Regions from separate parts of the Muntiacus reevesi genome. Here region 2 is linked to region 1. Evidence: chromatin contacts called from public Hi-C data. All regions are on one chromosome and are shown on one strand. The core of a region is the stretch at or near the end of the contact, and the rest is flanking DNA. Distances in the headings are between cores, read along the strand shown.

Region 1 (3,877 bases), core at 1,212-3,711:
GACATGCCAGGTCCTTCCACTACCTGCAGCCCTCAGATCTCTCTCAGGCGCCTCACCTTCATCGTGCACATTGCACCTCACCACACATGGCCTCTGCACTGGAGGAGGACCGTTGTCATGCTTTTTTCTAGATTCATAGTAAGAACTGTGAGGTTCATTCTTAGAGCTGAGAGAATAGATGCTCGCTGGGGTGAAGGGGTAGAGAGAGCCAAGATTAAAAGCCAGTTCAGTCATTGATGAAACTTGAGGCCTTTTCGCTGGATGCCTCTCAACAGAGGGACCTGCCCGATGGCGGTGCAGGTTAATGTGAACGTTTCACACAAGGGCCCTTTTCTCACAGGCACACACCTCCCTTGGTGCTTCTTTAGGTCGTGAGGCTAGGGCCCTTAGTCTTTCATTTCAGGATTTTCAGAAATGATCTGGACGGCACACGGAGGTGCTCTGTAGATGTGCGTGTCTAACTGAACGCTGCTCCCCACTTTGCACCTTTCTCCATGGCACTAACAGCGGCCCCAAGGTGTGGCTCCATTCCTTTAGAGTACTGACTGTTGGCAAAGCTTTTCACATCGGACTCCCACAACCACCCTAAGAGATTGAGAGGAAAGCTATCTCTAGCCTGTTTTCCAGGTGAGCAAACATTTCTTCTGGTGTCACAATAGTGCACCTGTGTAAAGAACTTGGCTTTTGCAGAGCTCCATCTGTGATGTCACCTTCGCCCTCTACAACTCTAGAAGGCAGCTAGCTGGGTGCCGTGTGGGCTGAGGCATCAAAAATCACTGGTTTCTATCCTAACTCTGCAGCTTAGAGCTCTCAAGTATTATAATCTCTGTGCCTCAGGTACTTCAGTTGTAAATGGGCGAGCAGGGACATCTACTTCAAGAGTCACTGTGAAGATGAACTCAGAGGGCATCACTTGGAATGAAGAATGCCATCAATAAAAGTCCTTCCTCCCTTCTCTTTTTCGATGAGAGCCGGAGGAAGGGAATGAAACCAGATTATAATAGCTGTTGGTTAGTTCCAAGGACCGTCCAGGAGTGGGGAGCAGGTCATTAAGCCCCATTTGTGGTTAAGGGGTTTCTCCTTTGAGGTCCAAGCAGGCAAGGAATTAGAAGGAGGGGAGCCCAGAGCTCGGCCCCAGCGGCTGACAGGCCTGCCAGAGCTCATTCTCCCCTTCCAGGCAGGGACCCCTGCAGCTTCTGGGCTGACTTTGTGGATTAGGCCACACCTCACGGGCTCTGTAACGCCCCACCCGCTAGAGGGTTTGCGGATCACTTCTTTCTCACCAAGGGAGTTTCCCGCTGTTAAAAACAAACAAAGGCTAAGAGGTCTGATAGGGGAGGGGCTGCAGGAGAAAGGCCCTGGGCGCCTGGGTAACTCCTGACAGCCACTGAGTGAGGGGGTCTGAGGGTAGACGCCCCAGAATGGTGTTGGTGGAGAGAAAAGCCCCAGAGCGCCCCCATATCCTGGTGTTTCTCGGCTTCCCACTGAAGCTAATTTGGAATATATACGGTCCCCGAAGACTGCCCTTTTGCTCCACTTCTTGCGAGTTCACAGCTTTAAAAACAACAAAACTCTCTCTCCTATTTACTGGGTGTTGAATTTCGGATACTTTGGTTCCCATAGGATTCCAGCACCCTGTAATGAAACTTTTCCTCTACAGATATGTTCTAAGGTTCCCCCATTCATTTCTTCCTGAGCTTAACAATGCCTTTGAGGCCCATTTTCTGCGGGGCACTTGATTCCCAAGGCCCAAGGGACCCCTGACTCCAGCTATTATCCAGGGAGTCACTGGGGTCCCCAAATCGGCACTTCTGAGAGCCTCTCCCTAATCCTTGTTTCACCCGGCCCTGGGGCTCTAAACTGGAACGGTTTCACTGGTGCGAGAATAAAAACAGCCCCCCGAGTCCCCGGCGCCGCCACAGCCCCTGACTGGGATCGGCGCGCCAGGGTCCCGGTGCGCGCCCCGACTTCCTGGGCCTCAGCCTCCCGCGCGTCGTCCTCCCTCGAACCGGGGTCCTCTTAGGAATGCACCGCCTGCCCGTGGCCAGACCGCTCTCCTTGGTTAGTGCGAATCTAACCCTGGGGCCCGCCACTGCAAATGAGTTTCCTGAGTGTGGGTTCCGAGAGCGGTCGCCACGACCCGAGCCCGGCCCTCCCGCCAGGGGCCCCTCTCGCCGCTCCTTTCCCACGACTTCCTCCCGGCGCCCGCTGGACTTCAGGTCGGGGCCGCGCGGAGTCCTGCGCGCTCCAGCCCTGGCGGCCGCTGTCCCAGGTCGCCCACGTGGGCGTGCTCCGCGCCGGGCGGGGGGAAGGCCAGGAGCCCTCCCGGAGGCGGTAGAGGGGGGAGCCGGCAAGGCGCCCGCAGGAGGAGGCGGCGGGGCGCGGGGGAGGAGGCGGGGAGCCCCAGCGGCAAGGGGGCGGTGACAGAGCTTGGAAAGGAGGCTGCACGCGGATTTGCATGAAACACAGACTGGGAGCGGGCGGGAGCAGGAGCGCGGCGTACGCCCCGGGCCGGCCCAGCTAGCGAGCGAGCCGGGAAGGAGGAGGGCAGCGGGGAGGCGAGGCTGCCGAGGCGGAGGGATCTGCGCATCAAAGCGAGCGAGGCGAGCAAAGTTTGGCTGGGGGTTGGACTTTCCTTCCTGGAGGCGGCACCCAAACAGCCACCCCGTGCGGAAACCCAAACTTTCTTTTGCCACTCCGGTCCCCGCGGCCGCCGCCTCCGCCCCGCGTCCCGGGCCTTCCCGATCCCGCTTCACTACCGCCTGCCCGCCGCCCCGCCGTCCTTCTCCCCGCCGTGGGAGACGCCCGGGGCGCAGGGCCGCGCGCCGAGCCCCGCCGGCTGCAGCGCCGCGGCCGGGCCCGGAGAACCAGCAAGTTCGCCGCGAGTTGAAGCGAAGTTTGGGCGGCCGCGGCCGGCCCGGGCTGAGCTCCCCGCTGCGCCCCCGGCGTCCCGCCGCGCCCAGCCCCGCCGGGGGCGCTCATCGCAGCTCGCGCGCCCTCCCCAACCATGTCGTCCATCCTGCCTTTCACTCCCCCGATCGTGAAGCGCCTGCTGGGCTGGAAAAAGGGCGAGCAGAACGGGCAGGAGGAGAAGTGGTGCGAGAAGGCAGTCAAGAGTTTGGTCAAGAAGCTTAAGAAGACGGGGCAGCTGGACGAGCTGGAGAAAGCCATCACCACGCAGAACGTCAACACCAAGTGCATCACCATCCCCAGGTGGGGGCTGGAGGGACTGTTGGGCGCGCCCGCCCAGCCCCAGAGCGTGGCGGGGCCGGCCTGGTGGGATTGGAGCAGGAGGGATCGTGTGTATGTGTACACGAGGGGTGGGAACGCAGGCAGGAAGCGGGTGAGGGGGGACCCCAAACAAAACCTTTTCTAGATTTGCAAAGATTCGGAACCCGGGACTTCCACGCGGCACTCGCTCTCGCAGACCTCGCATTGGCTTTTCACCTCCGGGAAAGGGGGTGCTGCAGGATCGCCCCCCCCCCCCACCCGGGGAGCTGCGGGATAGAACTTGAGGCCCGCTTTGTTCAGCTCCGCGGGCCCGAGCCCCTCCTCCGCCGCCGCCTCCCGCCCCCGCGGCCCGCGCTCGTGGAGGTGGTGGTGTCTCTCCCTTTCTTTTCTTCATTCCTGTCCCCCCACTTCTTTCCTTCTCGACAGGAATGCAGTCCGTACAGCTGGGGCTGTGGGTGAGGAGCGGGAGCCTCGTGATTGACAGATTCCTTCTTCGTTCTCTCTTTGCCTTCGGGATTAGCATTTTTATCGAGTATTTTTAGATTCGGTTGTGCCAGTCTCCCGCCCCCTCCGCACACACGCACTTTAGTTGCAGTGCAGCGCTCTGACTTTCAAATGAGAGAGATAAGTGGCGGAGAGTGGGGTC
Region 2 (3,727 bases), core at 700-3,199, 210 kb after region 1:
TCAGATACAATATTTGAATTTTTATATGTAAAATAATAAAAATATAACATGCTACATATAAAATGTTAAAATGATTATATCAGGATAAAAACTGTATATATTGGAAATGCAATTACCATTTAAAATCTGTGCATTGGGGGAAAAAACTGAAATAAATGCACAGGAATGTTAACACAGTATTTGTATTTGTGTGATGAGACCCTGGCTGTCATTTTCTTTTCTCCATTATGCTAAATCTTTTTTAATGGACTATGCACTACTTTTACAATAAAACAATTTTTAAAAAGAAAGGAAATAAATGAGAAGGAGCACTGCTGAGAGGTAAGGAAATGGCATAATTAAAGCAGCTGGTTACCATTTAAAGTATAATTAAACTTTTACTCTGGCAAGGAACTTTTTAGGAGATCATAAATGATAACTAAGTTATATAGTATTTGTGCTGGAGAGACACCCTGCCTAATTTTGTCATTTGACAAGTACAACGAAAAGTTACGTTTATATGATGCTTTATAGTTTACCAAATGCTTTCAAAATGTCACATCATCTATCCTTCAAAGAATCCCGTGAGACAGATTCATAAGACCCACTTCAGGTCTTCCCAAGTGGCGCAAGTGGTAAAGAACCTGTCTGCCAATGCAGGAGACAAAACAGACGCGGGTTCGATCCTTGGGTCGGGAAGATCCCCTGGATCTCCGCAACCCAGTTAGGTATTCCTGCCTGGAGAATCCCAAAGACATTCGAGACTGGTGAGCTACAGTCCATGGGGTCGCAAAGAGTCGGACAGACTAAAGCGATTAGCACGCCCCACTTGCAGGATCAGAAAACCGAGGGCTAGAGAGATAATGTATTTATTAATAGTATTTACCATTTACCGACTGATCACTCAAAGTGTTAAGCACAACAGTCATGTGAAAATTATCACCACTTTACAGATCAGAAAACTGAAGGGCATAGGTTACAGCTGAGAGTCACCGTTCTGACTCGAAGCCACAATTTGAAACAGAGGAGTCGAGTTATAATCAACTTTGCGGAGTCTTAGTGGAAGAGTCGAGCCCAATACCCTATGCTCTCTCTACTCCACTGGTCTCCCCTCCTCGCCTACGATTCTTTGAAGAATGACTTAGGTTGACAACCACTATGGGAGTCTAGAGAGAAAAAGACCAGGTCCAGTAATAACCAAAAACTAACGCTGGCGGAGGGCCTGGTCTCAGGAGGAAGGCAAGGCAGTGAATAACAGAACGGAGGGGGCAAGTTTAACAAGTCTTAACATATACACATTGGGCTGGGGGTGCAGAGGAACAACAACATAAATCACGAATCCTGCACCTGACGCTCGCGTTCCTAGGTTCAATTCCTAGAGAGCCTTTTCTGTTCACCTCAACTGCTGCCCGCCGACAACCCCTGGGTTGAGGTCCTACTTAACAGAAAACGCTGGAACAAACCCCACGGTGGGCCAGGCAGAAACAGAGAAGCAACGAGTATTGTAGCTAACAGTGGACGGGGAACTAGGCACCGTGACCACATCTGAGCGGCACCCGAGGGGCCTCGGGCCACCACCGAGGGGAGAAAGAGCCCAGCGCTCGCGGCGAGGACCGAGACCCCGAGAAGAGCCGCGGTGCTGGGACTGCCGCCCGCCGCGGCTTGTCCTGGGGCTTGGAGGCCGGCCCAGGAGCCTGGCTACTCACGTTGCACTAGCCGGTCTGCGGAGAAGGTGGAGGAACAGCTAGTAACGAGCGCGCAGGGGACGCCCGCAGCCATCTCTGCGCCCGCGAACCGGTTCCTTCCCGGAGCCACTTCCGCCTTGGGCGATACCACGGTCGCCGGCGCGCGGGGGAGACGCCCAAGGAAAGCGCATTCTCAGAAGGCACGGCCGGCCCTGCCTCCTCCCCGCCCCCTCTTCCGCTCCCGGCGTGGACCAGGCTGGGCTTCACTTGGCGTTGCCATGGGGACGAGCTCCCTCCACTGCAAGTTCCCGAGTCTGGAGACCGCGCCTTCCTGGGGAGGGATCCCCGCCGTGCTGTAGGCATGGCCCAGGAGAAGGAAAACGAAGACCCCGTCGGATCTATCTTAATCCAGGTGGGAAATGGGCCTCTCCTAACCCTGTCCAGCTAGAACCCTTCCAGCAAGCGAGGCCCAGCAGAGCCCATCCACTGACGCTTTCCCACTTAACGTGCCGCTGCTCAGATTGCCTCCAACACCACGGTTTAAGGAACTCCCAAGTGTGCCAACCTAGACCTCTCTCGCCAGCCTCACACACCTCTTGAGCCTGACCCTGGAGGTTGCGCGGTCGAAGTGCGACCAGTCCGCCTCTGGTAAAACTCCAGGACGATACACCCCACTGGGACCTTTACTTTGGAAAAATCCATGTTCCACAGGCACCATTTTTAAATGTTATATTCTGAAAATTTTGATCCTACGATGTAAGGGAAGTGGAGGAGATACAAATCAGACACGTATCTGGGCGGAAGTTGAAATAGGTGAACTGCTTTTGATCTCCTGCATTGCAGGCGGATTGTTTACCAGCTGAGCTACAAGGGAAGCCCTGCTTTTCTTAAGTACCCCAATTTTTTTCGCTCTAAAAGCCCCTTGCATATAATGGAGTTCTGGGGAGGTAATGCACACCACGGTGATTACAGTTAATAATACTGTATATTTGAAAGCGGCTGAGTAAATCTTACAAGTTCTCATCACAAGAAAAAAGTTGTATTATAACTTTACATGGTGATGGATGTTAACTAGCCTCACTGTGGCAATTATTTAGCAATATGTACAAATATTGACTGATGTTGTCTATGTGAAACTAATATAATGTTTATGTCAGTTATATCTCAATAAAAAATAATAAAAATTCCTTACTTGGGAACAAGATAAAAGCTTGCTAATCAAGTTAAATTTTGAATGTGGAAATGTGACAAAAAGCACAGGAAAGTAACTTTCTCTAATCTGAGGGGGGAACATCAGGAAAGTTTTAATTTCTCAGTACAACTTAGTTTGTGACCTTTACACTCAGACTTTTCCAGAATGTTAAAAGCACTACTCCCTCCCCCCACATTTATATGTGATAGTTTTAGAACATTTTTGACATATCATCACCTTTAACTCATATGTAGCTCTACTTAACTAAAAGTTTGAAGTAATTTCCCTAAGGACTATCAAAACTCTACTCAGATCTGCACTTGGTCTAATTTTTCTTCCTGCCATGATTTGGTCTCTTACCTCCCCTCTGGGAGACTTCTTTAAATTCATGTTTCCAAAGTATAAACCCCTAAACTCACCAGTTTTATAGACTTCCCCAATATGAATCATACCCAGATCTTCTTACCTCACCTTTTCTTATCCTTGCTTTCACCATCACCTTAGAATGAGTTTAGCCAAACTGCCAAGTGTGAGGGAAGAATCTCCACCCGACTGCCCTCACTTAGACTCCAGGCACAAGTTCAGGGGTCCCTAGAACTATGCTTATTTCAGACCAGCTGTCTACACTTTTGGAAGCCCCAGCCATGTCACATTGGCTAATTTGCTAGAGCACTCACAAAACTCAGAAAAGCACTATGTTTATAATTACAGTGTTTTTATAGCAAAAGAATAGAAATTAAAATCAACCAAGGGAAGAGATGCTCAGGGCAGAGTCCAGAAGGGGTACAAATGGAGCTTCCAGCCATTTTCTCCCAGTGGAGTCATAGCATTACCTCCTTTCAGTCATGATATGTGACAACATATACAGATT

Evidence for each region. A called contact is a pair of places that touch in the nucleus more often than the background predicts.
Region 2: a contact with region 1 is called in a Hi-C map of muscle, with 4 times the contacts expected there. The contact joins the promoter of LOC136172034 here to the promoter of SMAD3 in region 1. A contact is called at or near these places in 2 of 3 Hi-C or Micro-C datasets (blood and muscle).

What each region holds. Positions count from the first base shown.
Region 1 is chr7:13,790,127-13,794,003 of mMunRee1.1, forward strand. SMAD3 (SMAD family member 3) reads left to right here and starts at 2,462. Exons shown (of 9, transcript XM_065940034.1): 1 at 2,462-3,213. The coding sequence starts at 3,008.
Region 2 is chr7:14,000,404-14,004,130 of mMunRee1.1, forward strand. LOC136172034 (IQ domain-containing protein H-like) reads left to right here and starts at 1,950. Exons shown (of 6, transcript XM_065941157.1): 1 at 1,950-2,076. The coding sequence starts at 2,026. It overlaps AAGAB (alpha and gamma adaptin binding protein), which reads right to left and starts at 1,811. Exons shown (of 9, transcript XM_065941400.1): 1 at 1,686-1,811. The coding sequence starts at 1,758.